2 separate regions of the Danio rerio genome follow, and region 1 is linked to region 2. A link is a contact called in public Hi-C data. All regions are on one chromosome and are shown on one strand. The core of a region is the stretch at or near the end of the contact, and the rest is flanking DNA. Distances in the headings are between cores, read along the strand shown.

The links. Hi-C and Micro-C count contacts between places; a contact is called where the count stands out from the background.
Region 1: a contact with region 2 is called in a Hi-C map of an unstated tissue, with 1.4 times the contacts expected there. The contact joins two enhancer-like sites. A contact is called at or near these places in 2 of 18 Hi-C or Micro-C datasets (caudal fin and an unstated tissue).

The regions. Positions count from the first base shown.
Region 1 is chr4:14,663,128-14,668,762 of GRCz12tu, forward strand. No RefSeq gene overlaps it. Among named protein-coding and RNA genes, the nearest start is that of pus7l, 100 kb to the right of the region's middle. Within about 2 kb of position 3,859, at least 4 of the 62 cell types and tissues checked have an H3K27ac peak or open chromatin away from gene starts, as enhancers often do.
Region 2 is chr4:14,612,057-14,618,280 of GRCz12tu, forward strand. No RefSeq gene overlaps it. Among named protein-coding and RNA genes, the nearest start is that of prickle1b, 65 kb to the left of the region's middle. Within about 2 kb of position 3,240, at least 4 of the 62 cell types and tissues checked have an H3K27ac peak or open chromatin away from gene starts, as enhancers often do.

The DNA of each region.
Region 1 (5,635 bases), core at 2,609-5,108, 52 kb after region 2:
TAATATAATGCATAAGAAATAATATATAGACAAACAAATATGTAAACTGACAGAAAATGAACTAGTAGTTTATTACAAGGTTTTTAGCATAATAAACACCAATCCAGGCGATCTATCACTATAAACTATTAAAAATGTTAATAAAAGTCACTTTTGTCCAACTTTTTAGGGTTAAAAGTTGTTGAAAAGCATAAATAAAAGTGGAAAAATAAAAACATGAGTCATAAAATACATAAAACTGCTAATTTACGGATATTTTTAAAAGTTTAATGCAGCTTTAATCACCTCGATGTCAGCTCTATCGGCTTTTGGTGTTGAAAATTTAACTACAGTCTAGCAAGTGACTTTTAGTAGTTTGAAATAATATAATGCATAAGAAATAATATATAGACAAACAAATATGTAAACTGACAGAAAATGAACTAGTAGTTTATTATAAGGTTTTTAGCATAATAAACACCAATCCAGGCGATCTATCACTATAAACTATTAAAAATGTTAATAAAAGTCACTTTTGTCCAACTTTTTAGGGTTAAAAGTTGTTGAAAAGCATAAATATAAGTGGAAAAATAAAAACGTGAGTCACAAAATACATAAAACTGCTTATTTAGGGATATTTTTACACTGTAATGCGGCTTTTAATTTAGATGTTTAGATCCTCAGACTTCCATATATCTGTTTATGTGACAGTATATGGAAGAGAATGAGAATCTCCATAAATATATGCAAAATAATATCCGTTTAAGGCTGATAGCTTGCAGCTCTTTGGGGCACACAGATAAAAATGTCTGCTTTGATTGAGGGAAAAGAGTTTTCCTCTCCAGACTCATTCCTTCTCTGACTGGAGCTGGTAAAGTGGGCTGGCTGACAGCTCCTATAAAAGCAGCCGTAATGTTGTGCTAATGACTGATCCATGAAGCCGCTTTTGTGCCGGTCCGCCAGTCCATTTGCACACACTACACGAGAAAGTGTTGAGCATTAAATCACTATCACATGTTAATTTAGGCGCATTTCACTAAATCTGCTGTAGCGGCGAGCACAATCCGCCTCATTGTGGAGCAGTTTTAAGACACTTATAGGCTGAGCTTGAGGGTTGAGAGTTGCTTTGATATTAATACACAAGCCCACCATGACAGGCCTGAGGGTTTGACTTTTTTCATTCCTCAAAGAAATCTACCTTACATAACTCAAATAAGCGTTTTTTAATCACCATGTACTTCTTAATGGCGGTCATCAGAAATCATTTACCCACGTGTGTTTAATCTGCTGCAGTCGACATAATGATCCAATCTTCCAGAGCGGAATTAAACAAGGATGAATTGTGATTTAATTAATCTAGCAACGTGGAATCTGAATGAAGGTACTGTTGTGGAAAGACTTGGTTGAGTCTCTTATTTTGCATCTAGAGTTTCTTTGATGCACATGCTGTTGATCACCTGGTTTCTAAATGGATTTTGAAAGGCATGGTTTTAATTGTGGGTTTGGTGCAGTGCTTTGGTACTTCAGTCCTGCCACAGATCAATGAGTGGTGAACTCATTAGCTTTTGCAGAGCTTTTTTTTTTTTTGAGAAGGTTACACTGAAGCACTTATTAGTTTTCAGGGCTCTCTCTGTGTTTGCATCTGTTAGAGGAAACTGTGTGATACACTTTAGCCATGGGTGGCGCTAGGTGTATTTTTCTACTCAGCCCCCCTTAAATGTTTATGATTAGCTCATAAACTGTACACTAAATTATCGTCTCAGTCCACTTTAGATTTGATTTGAAAATGGTGGCAGAATTTGGCTCCTCACCGTCTTTCATTTTTCATTTGATCAGAAAAGCACAGCAGTGCAGAGCGAAAGAACAAGGTGTATGTTTATCCCATCTACTGTCAATTATTTTTTTTTTTTCCAGGTTCTGCATGTAGCAATGTCCCGAATTTTAATTTGCCAATCATAAGCCAATTCTAATTTTTGTTTTGGTTCAATTTGGAATTTTCCCAACCAGTGCAGGGTCCAGGGCACCAGAGTGAGTACTCCAACTTGCCCGAATGATGTTTAACAGAGCAAGGAAATTTTCTAAGTATGTCTGATAATATTTTTTCTTCTGGAGAAAGTCTTATTTTTTATTTCGGCTAGAATAAAAGCAGTTTAAAATTTTTTAAAAACCAATTCAAGGTCAATATTATTAGCCCCTTTAAGCTATATATTTTTTCCATGGTCTACAAAACAAACCATCCTTATACAATAACTTTCCTAATTACTCTAACCTGCCTAGTTAACCTAATTAACCAAGTTGAGCCTTTAAATGTCACTTTAAGCTGTATAGAAGTTTCCTTAAAAATATCTAGTCAAATATTATTTACTGTCATCATGACAAATATAAAATAAATCAGTTATTAGAAATGAGTTATTAAAATTATTATGTTTGGAAATGTGTTAAAAAAACTTTCTCTCCGTTAAATAGAAATTAGGAAAAAAATAAATAAACGGGGGCTATTTTATATATATATATATATATATATATATATATATATATATATATATATATATATATATATATATATATATATATATATATATATATATATATATATATATAATAAAAAAATAATTGTACAACCAAATCCTGTAATAAAGGTATTATCTAATATATAGCATCTGTAGTAGTAAGTATTTTTTGTATTATTATTGTTGTTATTATTATTATGAATTGATGCAATGAGAAAAATTCTTTTAAAATTAATTTCCTTTCACTCAATGTTACAGCAGGGTTTTTTTTCTTTCCTATGTATTTTATAATTTCATGTCTATTATAATATCAGGACAGTATAATATTGACTACACTTAAAGTATATGACAAAGTCATGATAACACATTGTTTTGTTACTTTGATTGATTTAAAAATGTTATAAACATCAGGGTTTTTTTACATTGCACTTTATAATTTAAAGTCTATTATAATGTCAGGACAGTATAATCCTAACTACACTTAAAAACATTGACAAAAAAGTCATAAAAATATATAAAATAATATAATAATAAAGTATATGACAAAAAGTCATGAAAACACATTGTTTTGTTACTTTAATAATTTATTTTAAAAAGCTAATAAGGTTAATTATATATATTTTCAATTTATACAAAGTTTAACTTAAAGTTTTAGTCAGTTTACCTAATAAAGTTGAGTTGACTGGACAGTTTGTTTTTTTAACCAGAAAGTAAGCTAATATGGTAACACTTTGGTAACACTTTACAATAAGGTTCATTAGTTAATGCGTTTACTAACATGAACTAATCATGAACAACACATGTACAGCATTTATTAATCATAATTGAACATTTACTAATGCATTAATAACATCCAAGTCCATGCTTGTTTACATTAGTTAATGGACCATGAGTTAACATGAACTAACAATGAACAACTGTATTTTCATTAACTAACGTTAACTAACATAAACAAATACAGTAGTAGATGTATTGTTCATTGTTTGTTCATGTTAGTAAATGCATTAATTAACATTAACTAATGAACCTTATTGTAAAGTGTGACCGCTAATATTTACACTGTACAAGCTCCTAAAGTATCGATTTTTATCTAATTCTGAGATGAAAAACATACCCATCACATAACAGATCTATCCACTGATTTACACTGCTAATACTTAGTCCTTTTTCTTGACCACCAGTAGAAACATCAGCAACACCCATATAAATACTTAATAAGCTGCTCTCTGTGCATATAAAAGCAAACAAACACATCCCTTGTGTGAGCAACAGTCTATCACAGCCCGTTTCAACTGTATCACTGTATCTCACACAAAAGCTTTCCCCGTTCTCAGCTGTTCTCCTCAGGGACTCATTCCAGCCCTTTCTCACAGAGATCTAGTGCTTGTGTGAGCTTCAAACGCGTCTCGTGGTCATGAGACGGCAGATACACGTGTGTCAGGACCCCGTGCTGTCCTGCTGGATGGCCGAATGTGGGCCGTTTGATCCGCTCTCTGCTTTTGGGAGAGTCAATGCATCGATTCAGGCCAGATATAGGCCATAAGGCTTTGTATTGAATTAATGCCTGATGCACTGGCTTAATGCGCAGAGGAGATAATGGCCACAATGTTTGGTTGTGAGGGGCCGGATGAAAAAAAATGTGTCAGTGCTGATGGTTAGAGCATATTTAGGCAGATAAACAATGCTTGCGAGTGTCACTTTGGTACATTTAGGTTTTCTGTAATATTTAGGACATTCGGTAGTACTATATATAGAAGGGATAATGTATAGTCTAATAGGTTTTTTTTTATCAGAAAATAAAGTCCTCTTTGATACAGTATTATCAATAATTCTCGGCACATTAACAGTTAAATACATCAAACAAACAAAATAAAAATAATATAGGATTTTCCTATATTGAAAACAGAAATCCAAAGATATACTGACCAAATATGCATACATGGTTGATGAAATTATTAATATTAATGAGCTACTTACTCATTGTAGATTTTTATTTAAGGCTTAAAACACATCAGACTTTGCATTTGAATTGATGGACAGAGATTAGAGCACACTTAAAAGTAAACTAATGAAACGCCTAGCTCCCTTATGTGTGTATTATTTCCTAAATCATTGTGTTCTGCCTTAGGATAAATGCACTAATTTATAAATAGCAACATAAAGCATCAGAGTAGATGGGACAGTAATTGTTGAACAGTAATTTACCATTTATTGTCAGAGTTTCTACCTGTACATCAAGTAAATTACAGTAAATTATTCTGTGCACTACACAATTTCATACAAACCCTATTCGTTTTACAGTAAATTACTGTTTCCTTTTATTACAGCAAAACACTGGCTGTTTTAGAGTTATTTCGGCATAATCTACAGCAAGGGTTAACAGTATACTCAACAAAGCAATAAAAAAAGTAATTTTAATCTCAGAATGTGCACTGATTCATTACTTTTTAAGCAAAAAAAATTGTTCTAAGCTACATTTGTGCAATTATTTACAAAAGTTTTGTTTAGTAATAGTTCATACACCAAAATCATATTTGCACCTTAATGAGTATTAGTCCCATACAAAAAAAAAAAAAAAAAATATTAGCACACCCGAATTTATATGTTAGGGAAAAATATTAAATAAAAAATTGGCAGTTCATTCCGCTGTGGTGACCACTGATTAATAAAGAGACTAAGCCGAAGGTGAATGAATGAATTAATTTAAAAAAGAGCAACATTCAAGAGAAACAAATATCTGTACGATTTTGCTAAAATTTTGTAGTTTGTAACTTTTCCCCCCAATATTTTGCATAATTTAAATGTATTTTCTTTCAATTCCTAATGATGTTTGCTGACTAAAGTTTTTTATTTTACAAAAAATATCCATTTAATAAATCTCTTTTTTTTTCAAATGCACCAAAATAATCTGTATTCACTGAGAAATGGATAAATATTTTCATTTTCAAAATGGGGTGTACTCATTTATGTTGAGCGCTATATAGTTACAAATGTCAAAAAAAGTTTTTATAATTATTAAAATAATCAAGAAACATTTTCAAGACAAGTAAAAAGTCTTGCTTTCATTATATAATTGTCAAAATTTGGTGAGTTTCTCCAAAATATTTTCAAGCAAAAATATCCTGTCATTGGGATATGCATTAACA
Region 2 (6,224 bases), core at 1,990-4,489:
ACATGAAAATATATTTGAATATATCTGATTGTTAAATCTTTAAACATTAAAGTTGCATTAATTATATTTAGAAAACAATTAAAAAAGAATTAATTATAAAAAAAGTCATTTAAATATCAGTTTAAATAATTTATTAAACTACTGTTTTCATTGCTACTTTTTTAAAATAAGTTACCATCTAACGCTGTCTATTATTCTTCGATAATACCAGCCTAATCTCTGGAGGAAACGTAATTATTTCATGTTTTGTCAGTTTAGTGCCTAATTCAGTTGTATGAAAATGTTCATTTTTAAAAAGGAGGCATGGCACCCGACCCCACCCCTAAACGATCACTGGAGAATGAGCAAATCATAGTAAATTTTACTAATGAGATTGCATGAATTCATATGAATTAACCACTAAATCAATAATTTACAAATTGCTATGAGATTGTGTTGATAATGCTGTCTTTGATTTAACAATTAACAATTATTTAAAATTCTGTTACACTTTTATTATCAAAAGAATAAACCAATATCTGTATTATTTGCTTACAACACCAACAAAAGTTTACCCGATGGCCTTTTTAGGTTTTAATATTGTCCTGAACACACCAGACTGAATTCAATTAATATGTAATATGTAATTATGTAACTTATTAAACTAAGTTAATCATGTTCTAAGTTAATTTTATAAGTTACGCAAGCTGTTTTAAGTCAGTTTAACATAATATAACTTCAATTGACTTATAAGGGTAATTTAATTCAGTTTAAAAAATTAAGACAATCATGATTTTGTTTTGTTTTTTACAGTGTACAAAAGTTTCACCCAATATCCCTTTTGGGTTTTAATATTAGCCTGAACCCACAAAACTGAATTCAATAGTCTCAAACTGCCCAAACATCCTCCACTCTTATCACTTATCACCCAAGTATTGTTCCTCTGTCCTCCTTGTATGCAGAGCCCCGGGACAGATCCATAAACCCCCTCCCAAACCCCCTGCTTATTTGTTTACACTGTGCTTCATGGATAACGCATCCCTCAGGCTCATAAAAAAACCCTACTGCATTTATTACTAACAAACCATTGATTCACAAAGAGAGCTGGTGTGTCAACCTGTCCTTAAAACAACTCTGTGTGTGTGTTGATCCGAAACTGTCCGCTATCCTCTTTTCCAATGGGACTATATGATTTTCCTGCGGTTGGGTTGAGCTTTCAAATTAAGAGGTGGCATTTTTTTTGTGAACCTCCACCAACAATACAATAACTGGACCAGGGCATCATTAAACAATGGCTGCAATTAACCTCGTTTGCTTGAATAATCATGTGCCAGGTCTGTAAAATAGGACATAGTGCTGTACTTAAGCTCCTGCTGGGATGCAGAGCCAATGCAAATATGTTATGTGACCCAGAAGACGTGGGCGAAATTGCAATTTATGACGCCGAAGGATTAAATCGGCATTTATAGAGCAATTATTTACAGTGTACGGTGTTATTTAATATATAGAGGGAATGAGTCTTGCTGTTTAGGTTTTTTAGGTCAACTATGTTATTTTATTGTCTCCGTTAAAATGGTTACTGGAGACAAGCCTGCATGGGACGGTTAAAAGGATATTTTTCTTTCAAACGTTACATTTGAAATGTTTAGTCAACTTAATGTTTGTAAAAGGATATGTAAAAATGTATTTTAACTTAAACCATATATCTGATTAACTTCTAAATAATGAATAAATGTGAAAAGGGGGAAAAGGCATGTTAAAATACACACTAATACTAATTACTGCATGGCTCTAAAATGACCCTATATATGACTAAACATCATATAATCATACATTACTTTGTTTATAAATAATAAAGTCATACATGACTTTATTATTTTAGTGTTGCATTTTTCAAGATTTCTGAACTTTGTTTTAATTATTGTATTATTTTATTGCGTTAAACTTTATGATTTACATTTATTTGGCAAATATTAGCAACGTCATATATATATATATATATATATATATATATATATATATATATATATATATATATATATATATATATATTACGTTGCTTATATTTGCCAAATAAATGTAAATCATAAAGTGTAATGCAATAAAATAATACAATAATTAAAACAAAGTTCAGTATGTATATATGATTATTAAATTAAAAAAAAATAATTTTACAAATATTTAAGATTAATATTTGCAAGTAAAATAATGTTTTTTATTATTTTAATGCTGCATTTTTTCAATATAACCGTATTTAAAGTTTTTGTAATAATCTTTTGTTAATTATTATGGAAATATTATTCCATTTATTTAAATAATATAAAATATTTACATATTATTTTTAAGTTTTTACATCTATTACCACATAAAAATATATTTTTTATAAAAATTATTTAATTGATGAATAGATAAAGATCAATTATTTATTATTATTATTATTATTATTATTATTATTATTAGATTTGAAGTTAAAGTCATTTATAAATGTACCTTTTTAATTGCTACTTTAGATTTTTTTATATATATCTAAGATGACTAAAATCATATAATCATATATGACTATTATTATAAATAATAAATCATATATGACTTTATTATTTTAGTATTGCATTTCAAGATTACTGAACTTAATTTTATTTATTGGATCATTTTATTGTATTAAACTTCATTATTTTCATTTCTCTTACAAATATTAGCACAAAAATATTAAAATAATGTATTTTATTGTTAGATCTTTAAACATTAAATTAATTTAGATTTGAAATTAAAATTGTTTTTTAAAGTACTGGTTTAATTGTTACTTTTAAAAATGAGTTACTATTATTCTACAGTTACTGTCTTTACTGTTTTTTTTCATACATATTTTTATACTTTTATCATCATCAAATGAATAAATTGAGTTTTTCTATTTATTCATTTATTTTTTCAAAAGACAAACTGTTTATGAAGCTTTGTTGTCTTTTTTTTGTAGAACAAGGGATTGTGTAAATGATGACAGATTCTTTATTTTTGGACGAGTTTCCCCTTTAATCATCCTTAAACATGTGTAGATGATTTTCCACATTCATTTGTGATGAATAATACTGTAAAGGAAGTGAGTTTTGTGGCATGTGAGAGGTGACGCAGGGCTTTAACTCTCACCACAGAACATCTGTGGCCCCACAGATCAATGTGGCATTGAAACATTGATGATGAAGCATTATTGAACCTCAGCTGGAGTTCGGTCAGACCCCCTGTATGAGAGGCTGAACACTGTATGTGCACGTGCCAAATTAATGACTAGCTCTAGGCTAACCAAATACCGCAAGCACAACACAGGATGCTGAAGTTACCGAACATGGAATAAAAACTCACACAAGAGGTTTTTAAATGGTCACAAGAGTCTTAATTGGCACTTTTCTTTCTTTTTTCCACTTTCTGTGGCACAGGGGCGCTTGATCGCTCTTATCATATTTCTTCTGGGCTTATTTTGGACTGTGTCCAAACCAACGTCTTCCAGTAGTCCATATATTCTCTCTACTGTAACTTTTCTCTTTTTTAAAAAGTAGTTTAGTTGTTTGATGTGGTTGTTTAATGTGTCTGTTTTTTGTTTTGTTTTGTTTTTTGATTGTTTGTTTGTTTGATTGATTATTTGCTTTCTTTTTTGTTTTTTAGTTATTTACTTATTTTGCTTTTTGTGTTTGTTTTATCTGCTTTTTTGTTTTGTATCAGCATTCAAGATGTTTAAAAAAGTTTAAATGTGTTTATTTTTTTATTAATTAATTTATTGTTTGTTTCATGGCGTCTTGAGTTTTGTGCTTTTCTTTTGTTGTTTTTGCTAACATTCTTAATCTTTAGATAAGCATTTACAAGTTATTTTCATTGTATTTTTGTTTTATTTTTCTCCTTTTTATATTTCTCTTTTGTCTTTTCTTGTCTTTTGTTTTGTCCAATATGATTTCAACATTTAGCTTTAAATTAAACTAAACTAAATTAAACTAAATATGTAATCAGCATGAAAGTTCTTTCATCACACTGGCGAGTTTCAGATCCAGTATATCATTCAGAATATACGAGGACTTCATATGTATCTGTGAACTTTCTGTGACTCTACATGCGTGTGTGCGGGCATTTTACAGTATGTCCCTTGGCAGACACCTGCAGTTCAGCCCACTCTTGTCAAGATCTGTAAGTCTGTGTTTTACAACATCGCATTTTTCACGTAGCCCCCCGAGCTCTCTTTGCCCCTAAATGAATCATGCTCAGCATTTCCTTCGGAAAAGTTATTTGTGAGCAAAGGTCGGGTCTTCCTCTTCAGGCATGTTTGATTGAGTGGTCTCATGTGGTGGACATTCACTTTCATTTCTTTCAGAGCTGTTGTGCCCTCTAGTTGTTTTGGGATATCACTATTTGCATTTACCTGTCTAAACAAACAAATAGCAGTCAATATTTACCGTAACAACAGATTTGGGTATGTATAAATCTTTTTTTTATAATTCTGTCAACAAAAACAGACCCTCAAAGTGGATTTCATTGACAAGGTTTTGTCATGTTATGGATTGAGGTATTGCTTTGTTTTGGATTGGATTGAGTATTCGACAGCTCATTTAAACACACATGCGTAGGGATGAATAGAAATGAAGACTATATTCTTTATTAACTAAGTTGGCTTAACTTGAAGTTTTGTGATTATTGTTCATCTTAATGGTAAAAAAATTATACAATCCTAAAAGAAAGTTGGGACAGTATGGAAACCGCGAATAAAAAAAGTGATTTCTAAATTAACTTTGACTTGTATTTCATTACAGACAATACAACAAACGTTATTTAAAGTGTTCCTCATGATTTGTTTTGTAAATAAACACATATTCCAATTTTGGTTCTTGCAAGACATTTCAAAAAAGTTGGGGCAGGAGCATTTTAGTCCTAGTAATCAGGTAAATTGGTTAAATAATGATGAATAATGAAACAAGTGATGTCATCATTGATTACAGGTGATTATAAATATGATTTGGTACAAAAGCAGCATCCAAGAAAGGTCTAGTCCTTTATGAGCAAAGATGAGCAGAGGATTGCCAGTTTGCCAACAAATATGTGAGAAAAATATTGAAATGTTAAAAAACAATGTTCCTCAAAGAAAGATAGAAAGACATTTGGATATTTCACCTTCAACAATGCATAACATAATTAAAAGATTCTGGAGGAATTTTATTGCACAAAGGAATAGGCCGCAAGCCTAAGCTGAACAACTGTTATCTCCGATCCCTCAGGCAGCACTGCCTCAAGAATCGTCATTCATCTATATTCGATATCACCACGTTCTTACGACTCTTTTAGCAAACCTTTGTCAAGTACCACAATATGTAGTTACATACACAAATGGCAGTGAAATCTGTACAGTTACAAAAGAAAGCCCTATGTTAACAGTGTCCAGAATCGCCGTCAACTTCTTTGGGCTCGAAGGCATCTGTGATGAGCCATCACACAGTGGAAACTGTGTACTGCTGTCAGATGAGTCAGTATTTCAGATATTCTTTGATAGAAAATGTGTCAACAAAGACTCATTTTGCCCACTTTAAGACTCAAAATTACACCTGAAACACTTTCTCACTTGGTGTCTTCAGTCCCTATGTCTTTTCAGGGTTGTGAAAAGGAATGGCAACATTACAAAGTGGTAAATGCTTTACTGCTCCAACTTTTTTGTAATGTGTTACAAGAAGCAAAATTGCAATACATTTTTATTTTGAGAAAAATAAACAATAAAAATCATGAGGAACACATCAAATAATGTTTGTTGTATTGTCTGCAATGAAATTCAAGTCAAAGTAAATTTAGAAATCATTACTTTTTATTTGTGTTTTCCATGATGTCTCAACTTCTGATTTGGGGTTGTATATGCTCATCTGGATACATTTGTATTGGAAGAAGAATCACGCTCTCAGAGTTGTTTCCATCTTGTCTTTTTAGGCGAGATCAATAAAGATGACACAAGTTAATCCAAGCCTTAAAGGGAACATATGTTTCTAAGATGATTGACAGCAATTCTAGATATTTATAAAAGGTATGAAATGAATGTATGGGCTGTGTTGAGGAGCTGATGGATCCTATAGGCTTGCCACACTGCAAAAATCGATTCCTTTAATTTACTAAAATTAATAAAAAGTAAGTGGTTGCAAACAATTTAAATTGGATCAATTTAAACAAACTAATTGAATTTAGTAATGTTCAACTTAATTTGTTTGTTAAAATTGAGCCCATTTAAATTG